Regions from separate parts of the Anas platyrhynchos genome. Here region 2 is linked to region 1. Evidence: chromatin contacts called from public Hi-C data. All regions are on one chromosome and are shown on one strand. The core of a region is the stretch at or near the end of the contact, and the rest is flanking DNA. Distances in the headings are between cores, read along the strand shown.

Region 1 (7,774 bases), core at 1,334-3,833:
CAGCAAGAAATTCTGGACAGGGCGTGCTTGAAGTCTATTTACTCTATCCCTTATCACTGAGGTGTTTTTCTAGTCTGCAGTTCTGCCTGAATAGGGGCCTTCTGTGTTACTCTGCTAGAGAGCTGGGGGGAAAAAAAAGTAAAATGTCCATTAAAAAAAATGCCAAGTGCCACCATTGCTAGTGCTCCCAGTTTGTCACTGTTGTTGTCCAGCAGTAGCACTACTGAGCTGCTCGTCGTTTTGGAAGGCTGATCAGTTTTGTGTGAGTGGCACTCGTAGCAGCAGTCTTGGCAAGGGAGGTTTAACTGTTTATTCGTTGACTCAGCCCTTCCTGAGAAAGCTCTGGCTCCATTCTTCCTGTTGCACATACAAACCCTTAACAAATATTGTGACACTTTGCTTTCAAGAGCAATGCGCAGGCATAGAAAAGTGCAGGGAGGTGGAAGCACAGTGGGAGCTGCATGACAAGGTAGCTCAAGGTCTGTGCCACCGAAGCTTTAGCATCTTCCATTTTTTTCTCCTGCGTTGTCTGCATACCCCCCCCCCTTTCCTGTCTAGAGAGGGGCACATTTTGGAAAGCAATTGCCCTGCCCAGCATGTTTAGAAATAGGTTAATGATACTGCGACTTTAAATAGCAGCCTGGTGTGCAAGAGCAGGATTTATGGTCCCAGTCAGCTCATTGAGCAGCAGCAGCCCGGATCCGTCCGCCCTTGGCAGGGAGCTGAGTGCCACGCCGTGACTCTGCACATTTGGTCCGTGGAGTCGCATCCCACCCTGAGGGGTGCCACAGTGAGTTACCGAATGCAAGGACTGGCTGTGAGACGCTCCCCCGAGGAGGCTGCAGGCTGTAGGAACCCGCGGAGTCTGAAGTTACAAGCACTCTTTCAAACTTCTCAGGTAGCAGGATTTTTAGTGGGTTGCTCCAGTACCAGGTGTGTCGTTGAGGTCTCTGTGTAAGGAGCAGCCCACACGCTCCATGAGTGTTCTGGCACATGGCAGCACAAACCTGGCTGTGCTGGCACATTGAGGGAACGGTGGTTCTGCTGTCACAGCTGCCAGGAGCACCAAATGTGGTTGGGCAGAGTACAGACACTGCTATCAGTGTGTAATTCACTCCAAGACTTGAAGTGATTCTGAGGTAAAAAGGGATCAGGGATTTATTTTAAGCATGGATTATTATAAATAGATCAATCCTAAAGCAGGAAATGCTTCTGTCTGACTTTCTCCATTCAAGTCAGATGCCAGCCATCAAGATTCAGATATTGAGGCCAGACTCTGGTGCGTTTATAACATACCAGGCATCACACAGCACAACGTAGCTATGGTGCCAGATGTAATTATTCACAGATTACCACAGAGCATCAGCCAAAACAGGACAATTATCAGATACCACAAGAAATGCCAGATGGAGAGGAAAACAAGCTGCATACAGGAACAGCCACTAGCCTTAGACATTAAAATTTCAGAGTTTGGAGACAGGAGCTACCGTGATTCAATTCGCCACACAGTAATTAATCCTGATGAGTTGGAGCTGCTTATGTCTAAGAATTCCTCAGTATCGTACCTTCCCCATGTGACAGTTAATGGGTGCCATTGTCCCCAGCAGATGTGACCTGCTCTGACATGTTTCATGTGTGACACAGCAGGAAGTTCTGGCTCTCGTATTTCCAGGCTGTGATACTAGAATCATAAAATCATTCAGGCTGGAAAAGACCTTTGGGATCATCAAGTCCAACCAGCACAAGGTACATTAGAGGCAGAACACCTCAGGACGTGGGGTGATCATCACCTGAAAGGATCAGATTTGTATTGCTGCATTATGCGTGCCGTATGTTCTATTCTTTCGCATCTGTGTTTCCACCTTGTACCTTGTCTTGAGGGAAGTGTAAGCCTCTCTGGCCAAGGTCTGTCTTTTCTTCCACTTCTACGTTTCCTAACACAGTAAGGCCCTGATCCAACTGGCACTGCTGGATGCTAGGAATTTAAGGAAATACAATATATTTTGTTGTTTTATATAATAAATGAATACTGTGCACTACCAAGAAGCCACATAGCTGTTACTACACTGCTATGGACCCACATTAAGGAGTATGTTTCCTTGAGGATTTTTGTAGCGAGATCGACGTTAGTGTTTTAATACCGATCCCTTGAGGTTACAACGAGTTTTGATAAAGCAAACGTTAGGAAGCCCCACTCCTGGCTGCCCTGAATTCAGGATGGGGGCTGTGCTGCCTGTGCCAGCTGGCAGCGAGGCACAGGGGGCTGCGTGCCAGGAGCGTGCCCTCAGAGCACTGCCACCACAGCTTCGTCTTCTGTCCCTTGACCTCTCCTCCCGTGCCATGAGCCGTAAGGAGGTGATGCAGGAGCCCAAAATACCAGCTGCTGCTGGCACAGGGCTCAGTGGGGTGGGGGCAAGGCTTCGCCTGGTGGTTCCTGGAGGTGCCTGAGGTGTTCATTCCCTCACTGTTAGGTATGGATGGAGAACAGAGGGGCAGCGCGGGCACGGGGACAACTTGTCAGCGCCAGCCCCTGAGAAGGGGCTTATACGTGACTATATTTGATGCTGATGCTGTGCGTTACGAGGCGATAATGGGCTAAATCCCCCCTTTTCTGCCATTTAGCCCCGCGCTGAGGGCGGCTCTGCCTTCGCCTCAGGCCCGCCTCGCGTCCCGGCATGCAGCGCGGCCCCGCCCGCCGCCATGGCGACTCCCATGCACCGCCTCATCGCCCGCCGCCAGGCGTGAGTGCGCCGGGACCAAGGGGGGTGTGTGGGGGGGGAGCACAACGGGGGGGGGTCCGCGGCCGCTCCTCGGGCAGCGGGGCCCCGGCGGCCCGGGCACGGCCCCGCAGCCCTCAGGAGAGCGCCCCGCAAGGCGGCCGGGCTGGGCCGGGGGGAGGCGGCGCGGTTCTAAAAGTGGCATTTTGGGGTTGGAAAAGTGGCATTTTGGGGTTATAAAAGCGGCGTTTGTGTGCTCCCGGCGTGGGTTTAGGGGCTGGTAAAGGGGTGTGTGGGGGGAAGCAGCGGCTGTGCTCAGAGCTGAGGGGTCTGATTGCCCAGCAGCGAAATGAGGAGAAGGCAGCGCTTTGGTGCTGTGAAGTGCAGTAAATGCCCCCCTCGGCACTCCTCTGGGGGTTTGCTTCTTCACCTCCCCCCTTAGAACAATTCCTGGTTGCTTTTTTAAGAGTGTTCTTTTTTTTTTCTGTCTGCTCACAGCTGTTGGTTAACATATGGATGGCCTCTGCGTCCTCATTCCTCTGTTGTTGTTTACTGTAGTTCAGTTCTTCCTCATTTTCCAGTAGAAAATAACTTGGAATTTCAAAGCACTTCTGGAATTCTGGCTCTTTAGGTTGCTATTCTGTATAGGTTAAGGAACGATTTCCTACGTTCTTGTTGTGTCTTCAGGTGCTTGATGGCTGTTTGCTGTATTGCACATTGGCTAACCTCTGCGTTTAGGTCGTAGCCGCTGACCTGTATTAAAAGTTTACCTTCACCTCATGCTTCTCATTCATGTTAAAACTTGTTAGTGTTGATATGATATTTATAGGTCTGGTTGCTGAGCTATTTTGATCTGTTTTCCTGGTTGTTGCTTTTAGGGCTTGATTTTTATCGTCCTACCTTGCATAAAGTTGTGTGCCCCAGTCATGTGAGCAGTCCCAGAGCCCTGGAAATGCTGAATTTTGTTGTTGTTGCTTTGAGCTGCCCTCCTCCTGTGGAGAGAGCTCTGGGCTGGTTTGTGGTACAAAAAAAGCAAAGTGAATGTTTTTCTATGTTGACTAAGCAGAGATAGCATCCTTGTTTTGCTTACATGCAACTCTTGTGGTAGAGCCAGGAGACCAGGGCAAGACAAAGCAAACTGTTCAGAGGACCTTGATTTGATTTGTTTTGTTTTGTTGGTGCTCCTTACCAGAGCTCCTGCTTCCTGCTGAAGTTTGAGTTAACTGCACCGTGTAGGTAGCAAGGTTAGTCATACAGTGCTCATTTACATCAACGTTTCTGAAGGTAAATCATGAAGCCAAATAAACTTTGCATTGAGACAGTGATGAATGTTCAAAACAAGATTATCTTTGAGATGCAGCAGAACTGTCGGAAAAAGTGATAGCTAGATGCAAAGGAGAAACGATTGCTATGTTGTTTTGAAAAGGAACACTCCTTTCTGAGAGCAGGGTGTTCACTGCTGGTCTGTCACCTCATGCTCTCTAAATACTAAGTGAACAGTAGAGGATCCTCCTCCTAGCTGAGACAAGCTGTTAATTTTGGTTGATTAAGATGTGCTGGCTGTCAAAAATGAGTGTCTTCATGTTGAAAAAACAACGCAAGGTGGAAATAAGTCACAGCAGTTTTCAGTGAGCTGCATGAGAGCTACAAAGTCCTGGCTCTGAAACTAATCTGTGATATGGCCTTGAGTGGGTCGCTTGGCTGCTGTATGAGTTTCCTTCTTTGTAAAGGAGGAGCACATCTGTGAGAAGATAAGCAAACAGATTTTTTTTAAAACTTTAGAAATGTGGATTAAGTGCTAGAATATGAAAATGTGAGTTTTTCTCACTTAACTTGCTCCTAAAAATGATCGAAGAATTTGATCACTGAAGACTGAAATGCAGACGTAAAATGCTCTTTTTTGCTAATTGTATTTGAGTGGCAGAGAGCAGTAAGTAAACAAGAACGTGTTCTTGCAATAAATCTTCTGACAGGCTTTAATAAATCTTAGCGAGATTCAAGTAAGTTACCAATAGGAGCAGCTCTGTTTTACTTGCTCAGAATCCCAGGCTCTTTGTGTTAATTTGGAAGCGTTCTGCAGTTGAGGGTTATATACGAGGATATGGGAACAAAGATTACAAGCTAGGCTGGCAGGAGCACATACATGTAAAGTGAAATTCAGGTGCAGTTGCTCAGTGCGTTGACAGTTAATGTCAGTAGTTCAGCATTAGATACTGTAGCAGAAGAAGGCTTAAGCTGAAGCTCTGGAACAGAGGAAAATTGTTCTTTCTACTTTCATAAATCGTTGATATTAGGATATTTTGATAACTGAAGTGCGTGAGTTTGCCAAAATTCTATGTGTATGTTACTGTTCTTGTCCCGATTCAAGATGTGCAATAATTAAAGCACCCATGAACATCGCTCTGGTTTAAACATAACTGCGTGTATCGTTAAGAATTTGTGTGCTAAAGAAAATTTCTATTTTTTCAATAGGTAGAACAGAGTTGGAATCAGTCACTTAATGCAATTCTGCATTTTTACAGAGAGGCAAACAAGCAGCACGTCAGATGTCAGAAATGCTTGGAGTTTGGACATTGGACGTATGAATGTACAGGGAAGAGAAAATACCTGCATAGACCTTCGAGGACAGCTCAGTTAGCAAAAGTTCTGAAAGAAAAAGAGAAGCGACTGTTATTGCAACAAAGGTAAGATGGGCAGAATGAGAATGTCCGGTTTATTAATGAAAAGGTAATTTGCTGGGTGGGTGGGTGGGAAAAATGGTGGTCCAGACCTTTTTCTGTTGTCTTTTCTCCCAGGCTGTGAGGTGTCTGTTCAGTATCAGAACCATTGTGTATGTTAGGTGGTGTATGTACACTCGGATCCCACAAAATTAAAGCATTGTTCATTAACACCTGCTTGTTACTTTGGGTCAAAAAAGCTTTAAGTGCATCCGAAACAAACAATAAAGTATACTAAGCTAAGGGTAAAGTAGTCAGAGGCTCTCTGTAATAGAATACGGCTTCCTGAGCTCCTCAGTTGCTTGGTTCCTTGAGTTCAGGTGCGAGCAGGCTGAGGATTTGAAGACCCGCCTTCTGTCACTGTTTAGCTTGCTGGCATCAGTAGAGCCTGCTGCCTGCCAGTCTTAGAGGAGTTGAGAGGGAAGGAAAGGTGAGATGATGTTTATTCCTTATTAAAAACTGCTACAATCAACTAAAAGTAGAACTCCTGAGTTTTATTACGGTTCTGGAGGCAATGTGTGGTGCCACAGGGAGAACAACCAAGTGTAACAAAGCAGCTTTGTTTGATATGCTGACCGCTCTCAGCTCTGTGGCTTCATAAAGTGTCAAACTCATAGAATTATACATATGTTAAAACGCTAGAGGGAGGCACAGGCCGATGGGTGGCAGCCTGGGTTAGTCACCAGCCTCCCCATAGGTGCTTTGGGGTGTAGCTCTGTGTACGCACACTGGTACTCATCCCTGGTTACCTAGGTAAGGGCATATGGCCGTAACAACAGAAATATGAGCAGTGTTCAGCAGTACAGGAAGGATTATAGCTTGCTTCAAAGCTTAAGGGTCAGTGACTCTTCCTCATGTCGATGGGATTTTGTGAGGGGTGAGGAAAACTCTTCCATGTAGTAATTCTGATATTTTCATACAACTGGTATGAAAAAGAAAAACTTGCAAAATCCCATTTTGCCAGCATACAAATGACCTTGGGTACTTTTTTTGAACTATAGTTTACACTTAACTCCAGAAAATGGCAGAAATAGAAACCTGTTATCCGTATGTGCTGCTATCTAATTGCGAAGTGAAATGTATTTTAAACTTCTCTAATTCCATGGTTACTGTTATTTCTGTGTACGTAAGATGGTTTTCAGAAATAGTTTCAGTTGAGGAAAAAGTATCCTGGGTCATAAAAGAACAACTTCCTCACCTATCAGTGGCACGTTAAGCATGTAAGTAGATGATGAGGGATTACTTCAATCACAAATGTTCATTCCAGGTTGAATTATGTGCTGTTTTCCTACAATGGGGAAAAAGGGGATGAAAAGTGGATGTGACCGGTAAACATGACTGAAATATTTAAAAATTATTAAAAAATCCCAAACTGAGGACTAGTAAAAATTTCCTAAAGTGGTTTGTTAAATATCACAAAATAATGTTTCCTTTACTCCTAAAACATTCTGCATGTGTATGAATACATGGCGGTCTGAAAGACAAATAGCTGGAAAGCATCCATATGAATAGTTTTGTGTCTTTTGTACCTGAAAGAAATGCACGATGAAAGCTACAGACTAATCCGATCTTCTAATCCTTTGTTTCAATCGGTTCAGTTATTGCTAAATGCGGGTACACAGAACTTTTTCTGTATCTGTATCTCCTCCCCTCTGCTTCTGTCATCCCAAGATGTTGTCTGTATAATGCAAAGGAAAAAAGTAAAGGTGAGTGAAGCATTCTTAACACAGAAAATCAGAGGTGAATTGCTGCAACCCCCCTCCCAGATTTGTAGATATTGTTTTTCTAGTTTAAATAGCAACTGAAAATAGATACTAAAGGAGCTTTGGGCAGTGCAGATTTCTGCAAGTGGGATACCAGTTTTCTAGTACTGAACTCAGTTCCTCTGTGCTGCTACATATTTAATTTTCCTACTGCATTAATCAAAGGCATTGTTTTTCTCCCCCTTAATTAGCGCTGGAGAAAGTACTGCAGAAAGGAAGACCAAGAAAAAAAGGTACGTGGGGATCGATGACAAGTTGTACAGCTGCTTCAGGGTGTGATCTTGCACTGGGTGTTGCAGCAGGCAGTTTTGGAAGGGGCCTGTGTGGAAATTGAAAGTGAGCATTGCAGATACAGATTTGGTGTTAAGCTTTTAGCCTGTTGGGGGCATTTGCACAGCAGGTACTTGGGAGAGTTTCTACTCTTCCCTGTCCAAAAACTTTAAATTCTTTGTCCTCTGTTTTTCTCCCTGGTCTTTCTCCTATCTCTGTGTTGTTTTGTTTTAATAAGTTGTCTTATTTCTGCCTCAGTGTTTATCGAGTAGTTTAAACAATTGTGCAAGAATGGCATACTGTTTCT
Region 2 (7,774 bases), core at 2,933-5,432, 99 kb after region 1:
CAACCGAAAGTCACTTTGAAGCTTCATCCCGCCAGGTGTGTGCTGTATTCAGGTACCTCCAGGATTAGGCAGCACTGAGCCGGGGCTTTCAACCTCTCAGACTTATTTCTGGACAGACTCGGAAACCAGCTTTGAATCTGGCCCTTGATGCTTTGTAACTGCAGTGAGAGGACATCCCCTAATTGTGTACGTCTCTTAGATTTAATGAAGATCTCAGAAGTTCTTGTTATTAAAGACTGAGTCCCTCCATTTGTGGCAGAGGAATTGTTCCTTCCAATATCCTGATAATTGCTGAAGCCATCCAGCTACTCTGAACACTGCTTTCAGGTTCTCACCATCACCATTTGTGTGATGCTCTGCCTGGTCTCCCAAAGTGCAGTTGGGATCCTCCAGCTGAGTCTTTTTCACATCTCTGTTTTTTTTTGTTTGTTTTATTTTAGGATCCTCTGAATATTACCGGAATGTGACAGCGGTGCAAAATGTACTTTTTCAACAGCTCAGTTGCAGACATCTAATCAGAACATTTCCTGGAAAGGCTTCGACATGGCTCTGTCTGGGAACGAGATAGAAAGATGGGCTCATGGGCAAGGCGGCCGAATTGGAGAGCTGGTGGAGCCCGCGGCCTCCCCTGACAGCAGCCGTGTGTCTCCAGTGACGTCCCTTGGCAGCACGGAGCAGCTCCTGCACCTCCCTGGCAGGGCAGACTCTGCTTACAGCTCTTTCTCAGGGGGATCAAACATCCCGGAGTATCCCACCCCATCGTGCTACGGCGAGCACTGCTCTTTGCCTCCCGAGCAGGTACCGTACATGGACTCAGAGTACGTGAGGGGGATTTATAACCTCAGTGCAGCAAACGCTGATCTCAGGTGGCTGCCTCCGCACAAGGCACCAGACCCGGGCAGCCGGGGCATCTCTCCCAGCGCTGGGCTCGCGGGGGGCTGTGGAAGCACTCCTTCCCCCGGGGCTCCCAGCCAGGGACCGCCACCCTCTCCTCCCGTGCGACTCGACAGCTTCAGGGTCGCCAGGCACCTTGAAAACACGAGAAGGAGGCGTAGCTCTGGAAGCCCCAGCGAGGGCAGTGCGCAGCCAGCTCACGTGGACGTGTCGTGGAGCCAGAACAGGGCTGAAATCCCTGAGCCTGAGGCAGCCGGGAGAAAGCCTGTGCAACACAAAGGTTGGTGGTCTGCTGGTTCTGCAGAGGGGGGGTCTGAATCAAAAGGTCTGGGGCTAAGGACAGCAGAAAATGCAGAGAGGAGCTCAGCCCAAAAACCTGTGAAGAGGAGTAATGCCCATGTTTTCAGCAGGCCATCTTCGTTCATTTTTCAGGAATATTTAAGGACTGACTCTGTGGCTAACGTCTCGAAAATGTTTTCTGCTTACAATTCAGCTCATGCTCATAAAATTCCTGACGAGACGAGCTCCAAGCCCTATCCTCCGGGGCATGCCAACCCTCGCACTGTTAATGATACACAGGAAGACAAACAGCATCCCTGCAGCGTGCGCAGGCCAGCTTTCAGAGAAACAGATCCGCGAGGCGTGGTGCCAGAGCCCAGCCGGTGGAAAGGGTCCTTGCTCTGCGCCCAGTGCCCGCTCCGTGCCGAGCTGGACTGGGATGTGTTTGAGGACATTTGTGACTTACAATATATGGAGCATGCTCCTCTAACTAAAAATGCATCCGGGAAGCTGGGCAGTTGTAGAGATGGAAAGCAGTGCTCTAACTCCAAAGGAGAGCTCGGGAGTGGTGCTGGGGAACCGCTCCTGAGTCCCCAAGCCAAAACACAGAAAGCGTCGGTGTCCTGCAGCTCCCGTGCTGACCACACAGATGATGCCGACCACACAGCTTTGCTCAGACCAAAGGAGGATTCCGCATCACAACTTCTAAATGAAGTCAGGAAAGAAAAACAAGCCAGTAACAGTGATCCTGAGCTTAGCATGCATCTGGAGCAAGAGGAGGCTCCTGCTCCCTATCAGAAATACCAACCTGGACTTCAAAAACAGCTCTCGAGAGAGCTGCGGGACGATCTTGCTGGTGAACAAATAAGCAGGCAGACGACTCCCATGCTTTACTACCTTGCTGGGGGAAAAGCCACCAACATCCTGCACCACCACAAGCTCGCCCAGTGTCAAGAGGGCTCAAGGAGCTCGCCAGAGGAATTTCCAACAAGCAGCCAGGCTCCCTCGGTGAGGAGTGGAGAGATACGGAGGGAAAGCAGCCAGCTCCAGCCAGCCAGCCTGCACCACCGGTGTGCTGATGACGGTCTGAATGAGGCTGAAGATCTCGTTCTCGGGAGTCCTGCTTCATCCATGGATGAGAGTTTCAAGAATGACTACAGAGAGAAACTTAAAGTGGCCCAGAAAAAGGTTCTGAGAGAAACCTCCTTTAAAAGAAAAGACTTGCAGATGAGTTTGCCTGTTAGGCTGAGACAGAAGCCGTCCAAGAGGCCTTCAATCGAACACCTGAGATCTTTCTCATTATCCGGGGCAAATGAGGAAGCCAAACTCGCTCCTTGTTCCCCTCCTCCTCTGGAACCCTTAGAAAGGTTCAACAGAGATAGAGAAATAGAGAGGCCACAAAGGGGTCAAACAGGGGGAAGGAAAAGGGAAACAAAAGAGGAAAAGAAACTCTGTTATTCTGAGCCCGAGAAACTCGATCAGCTCGCAGACAAGGAAGCCCCGTGGAACCAGGCCAGGGGTGAAAGGACTGAGCCGGGAACAGAGGCAGCCAGGAGAAAGACCCTGGAAAACAGAGGGAGGGCACTGTCCAGCTCCAGCATCTCCCGGACAGAGCTGAAACAAATCCAGCACACGGCGCTGGTTGAATACATGGAACGAAAGATTAGCCAAAGACCAGGAGGCACGCAGCACGTCCCGCTGCATAAACCACCCCTGCAGAAGAGGCCCTCGCTTCCCAAGTGGCCTCCTTCCAACCCCAACGGGAGCAGGAAGATGCAAAGCGATGAGGTTTTCTGCCAAGCTTCCTCTGAAGAACCACCACCAGATGTTTTCTCTCCTTCGGCACTCGTCCTCCCCCCGAGTGTGGCCGGCAGATGTGGCCCCAGCTCTGCCACTGCTGGATCGGTGCCCTCGGAGCCCAGCCCATGTCCTGCAGCCGTGGGGAGCCGTGGCTCTGAGCAGACACCAGCCGAAAGCCTCCCCGGGGCTGGAGCTCCTGCTGCTGCCCCGGCTGCTGAGAGACCCGAGTCAACGCCTCCTGCTGCACAGGTGAGAGGGGCTGGGGCAGGGGCTGCTCTGAGAGAGAGCACAGCGGCTGTAAAACCACTGAGCAAGCAGGAATGGGGATGAAGGCTTGGTATTTAACACGTGGTAGGGAGATGAAAGGAGTCGTGGCAAGGCACGCTTGCTCAGTCTGTAGGAAATGCAGGGTAGTGGTTGGAAAGCAGAGCGAATGCTCCGTTTTTGCAGCGTGCCAGAGAATTAATTAGGGGAGATTTTAAAGAAGTGCTCCCAATTTTGACGCATTCGTGATGAATGATAACAATTTGTTATTCTCCAAAGCATTATGTAAGGAAGCATTACCAGCAGCAGACAAACAACGCGTTCCTCAGTGTGAGGAGCTGCAGCCATTGCGTAAGGGTGGAACTGCAACGGCCGACTGAGCAGTGACTGAGCAGTGACTGAGCAGCGTGCTCGGCGCTCGTTATCCTGCAACAAGTGGGCAGTTTTACAAAGCGGTAGGGGGAAGGCTTCTAGCTAAAAATTACCCTTTGGGAAGTTCCTGAAGTGACTGGAAATCAGAGACCTGCCCGTTGCGTTGCTTCTGCTGTGCTCTGCAATCACAGCCTGGGAACTCAGGAACCTTTTTGGCTTCTGAATATGAAGGACAGTGGCTGCCAATGTTGTTGCAAAAGGGGAAAAAATAAAAATAATAAAATAGAAAAGAAATACTCTATTATATTACAAAAATTATCCAACTGAAGAGACTCCCAAAAACACTGGCCACTTTCTGAGTTGTGGGGGTCGGTGGGAGCAGAGCCTGTGCTTTGTTGCTAGCCCTCACTTGGTTTTCTAGGAAAAACAGGTGGATGCTACCTAGAAAGAGTCAAATGGCATCTGCAGTAATAAAAAGAGGTGGAGAAACTTAAAACACCAAACAAACAAAAAACCAACAAACATCAGCTTGCTAAACCCACTCAGGTTTATGCCCCCAGACAAGGGCGTGAAGCCGAGGCAGTGGCACGGTGCGAGCCTGCCGCCTGTACCGGTGCCGTTCTCGTTTCCAGGACGCGGACAGAGGTGCCAGCAGTGCCAGCGGGGCCGTGTCACCACCTCAGCCTCGTGAGAGCTGCCTCGGCATCCCCAGGTAAGGCTCCAAGGGGTACGGGGGCTGCCCCTTTGGTTTCTGCCGTGGGCACCGGTGCGCACCGCGCCGTGCGCCCGGGGAGCTCCTGCGGACACCGGGAGCGCAGCTCCCCCCTGCGACCTCCGGCAAAAACAGCAGCTGGGAGGGCTCGGGGAGGTCCAGCCTTGAGGCTTTAATAAACAGAGGAAGCTGGAAAGATGACGGCAATTGCTTATAGCTGCTTAAACAGCCTGCAAAAGCATCTGTTGCAGAGGAAGTGTCTCAAATATAAAGGAACTTCTTTGCTCTTACAGCTTCCACGATCCTGTGGGAGGTGGGTGCCAGAATCACGAACAAGACAATGATATAAGTGGACACTCTCGTCAGGACGCCGAGGAACTAGCTCCTGAAACCTCTATTGCCAGCCCGAGAAGCAGCAGCAAGGAAGATGCCCAAGTGGAGAAGGAATGCCGAGCCGGATCTCCGACTGGCAGTGCTTTAACGGAGCGCCCAGAGCAGCAGCTAAAGGCAAGCGATGCTGCAGTGCCTCAGGAGAAAGGAACGTGCTGCCACACGGTGCTGGCTCAGTCTGACCAAGGAGACAAAAATGAACCCAGAGGTTTATTTGCAAAGGAAGCAGCTGTGCTCGACAGCCCAGAGGATGTTCTGCAGGAGAGAGAGACAAATCCGTCCAAAAGGAGACTGGGGTCTGCTGAGGACCAGCGATACCAAGAACTTGCGATGGAGATTGTTGCCAAAGACAGTTCTCTGGTTGATATTCTCATGCCTTATCCAGTGAGAAAAACTGCTCTGGACCTGATGGAGGGTCTTTTTCCTGCTGACATTTCCATGCTGGATAGATCACACAGAAGAAAGGCAGATGGGCAGCAAGCACAGGGGAACGAGTAAGTAGACTAAAACAATTAACCAGTATTTTAAGGTCTTACGATGCATGAATATTAAGTATATACTAGTGCTAAGAAGACTTAGGGATTTTTTACGCTTGTTTTGTTACTGAAATATTTTAGTTTTCTGATTTACATGTCAAGAAAGGAGAAAGAGGCTATGAGTGTGTAATGGGAGAAACCTGGAGTAAACTACACCATGCCAGCGGCATGCAAACAAACAAGCTGCGTGCATGGAAAGCAGGAGAAATAAGCAGGCTGTGCATTAGTAGGTGGGCATTTGTGGTATGAGAAATTTAACCCAATTCTGCCAGGGTAATTTGCTGCTGTTCAGCCAGGCCGTGTGGTTCCCACACCACGCCATTCACAGATTTTGCAGATCCAGGTGTGCAGCAGATTCATCCACTCCTGAGCCTGTTGAAGTGGGAGCTGGGGCTGCATGTAAGGCCAGGAGCTGGCCCGGAGGTCCCTGCTGCTGAAGGTGGCAGGAGACAAAGTCCCTGCTGTGAGATGAGAGAAGGGTGATTTGGAAGTAGAAATGCATAAAACCAAGGACATAACCAGAGAATGGTAGAGGCTGGAAACGATCTCCAAGATCGTCTGGTCCAACCTTCAGCCTAGCGCTGCCAAGTCCCCATTAAACCACTCACAAAGCACTGCATCCACACATTTCCTGAACATCTCTAAGGATGGTGAATCCGCAGCTTCCCTGGGCAGTTTGTTCCAGTGTTTCACAACTTTTTCAGTGATTATATTTCTCCTAATATCCAACCTAAAGCTCCCCTGGTGCAACCTAAGGCCATTTCCTCTGGTGCAATAGGGTCTCCCCTGAGCCTCCTTTTCTCCAGGCTAAACAACCCCCGCTCCCCCAGCGCCCCTCAGACCCTTCACCAGCCTCATTGCCCTTCTTTGGACACAACGTTCATGAACAGAACTCTAAGTGTTTGTCACAGGTGTTTGTTTTCTGTACAAATAGCAGGAAAAGCAATGGAGATGCACCAGAAGAATGTTCTGAACCTGAACTCAATGCCAAGCAAAGGAGCGACAGCCCCATTTGTAAGGGAAACCAGACCCCGAACCCAAGCGGAGGTGACACAAAGGACCTGGATGACATCACGTGTAAGAAAGTAGGTGGCTGGCCTGCAAAGGAAGCGTTGTTTCTTCACCACCACGACGTTATTCACGTCACATTCATGTACTGTGGGTGCTCCTATTCATGATGTGTATCGCAGTAACAATGTTTCACACACAACTTTGAATCATTTTTAGTGTTTTTTTTTCAGTAGTAAATTTCCTAGTGAACTGGCAAATTGGTCGCAAGCAGTGGTGTTCAAATTCTGCCTGGCTTTACTCAGACCTCTCCTTCCACACACTCACCTTCAGCAGGTTGTTGGGGGTGGCTCTGCAATGAGCCCACAGGTTGGTTATCCCATTCCTCGCACAGCCAGCTCCTGTGCAGCAGCTGGCTCAAATCTGGATTCAGTAGCTGTAAAATTCATTACAGCTGGCAGCGTAAATAAGAGGTAAATATACCTCGGAAGGGTAACGTGTAGCTCTGAAGAATTAAATTATTTTTTCCCTGTAGAAACTCGGCTATAACCTCTCTCAGGTAATTATAGCCTGCCTTCCTGAAGTTCCTCCTGCTGTGCATGTGGTGATATTTTTCGTTGCCCGCTGTTTAACTGCTGCTGCTCTTTATGGTGACGTTGGTTGATTTCCAAAAAAAGCTGATATCACTCTCCCACTCTGCTCTCAGGGCCTCTTCCCACAGTAACACCGCTGTATTACACAGCCTTCCCCGCTTGCTTTGCTACTAGGCACTTTGCTCACTGGCATCCACTGAAAAAATCACTTTTTCTGTGCATATTATAAACGAAATTCCAGTCAGTTCTTGTGTGGTAAGAGAGCTGTGGCTTCACGGTCATGTCTTAGACAAAGCCGTGTGTATACATGTTGTAATCTTTGTTGTAGTTTATTTCTGACTCTGGTAGGAAGCTCTCAGAGCTAGGCATTATATCAGCAGTTAAGGCGATTACCAGTAATTTGCTTTTCAGAGTTTGAGAATTAAGTATACCTAGCATGATCTTTCTTTTTTTTTTTGTTTTCCAGAGCTTGAAATTATTTTAAGTCTTAAATTCGCCGAAGATGACATGAGAAAAATCCCTTCTTTATAAGCGACACGACTTCCCTTCGGCAATAAGCCTCTTGTGATTTTTTTTTTTCTCCTTTTGCAGCTGGAACTCGTCTCCAGCCTGCGCTCCAAGCTGCAGGCGCTGTGGGAGGACAGGGAGCTGGTCCTCTCGGAAGCCAGCGAGTGCACCGCGCGTGGCAAGGAGCTGGAGGCCACGGTGCACGACGTCTGCAAGCCCAATGAGTTCGAGCGCTACCTGATGTTCATCGGGGACCTGGAGAAGGTGGTGAGCCTGCTGCTCTGCCTGTCCAGCCGCCTCGCCCGCGTCCAGAACGCCATGAGGAAGATCGACGGCAATACAGATGCCGAGGAGAAGGTGGGTGATGAGAGCACAGGGTGTTTAATTTGTCCAGTCTGTGTTTTTCAGGGTGGGGCTGT

What was found. Hi-C and Micro-C count contacts between places; a contact is called where the count stands out from the background.
Region 2: a Hi-C map of skeletal muscle shows a contact between it and region 1, with 3 times the contacts expected there. The contact joins the enhancer-like site here to the promoter of ZCCHC10 in region 1. A contact is called at or near these places in 3 of 8 Hi-C or Micro-C datasets (liver, skeletal muscle and subcutaneous adipose tissue).

Annotation. Positions count from the first base shown.
Region 1 is chr14:1,473,919-1,481,692 of IASCAAS_PekinDuck_T2T, forward strand. ZCCHC10 (zinc finger CCHC-type containing 10) reads left to right here and starts at 2,584. Exons shown (of 4, transcript XM_027468140.2): 1 at 2,584-2,741; 2 at 5,240-5,401; 3 at 7,389-7,430. The coding sequence starts at 2,701.
Region 2 is chr14:1,571,024-1,578,797 of IASCAAS_PekinDuck_T2T, forward strand. It overlaps SHROOM1 (shroom family member 1), which reads left to right. Exons shown (of 7, transcript XM_027468671.3): 2 at 441-3,222; 3 at 4,242-4,321; 4 at 4,615-5,205; 5 at 6,182-6,332; 6 at 7,440-7,712. The coding sequence starts at 544. Among named protein-coding and RNA genes, the nearest start is that of SOWAHA, 15 kb to the right of the region's middle. Within about 2 kb of position 4,183, at least 5 of the 8 cell types and tissues checked have an H3K27ac peak or open chromatin away from gene starts, as enhancers often do.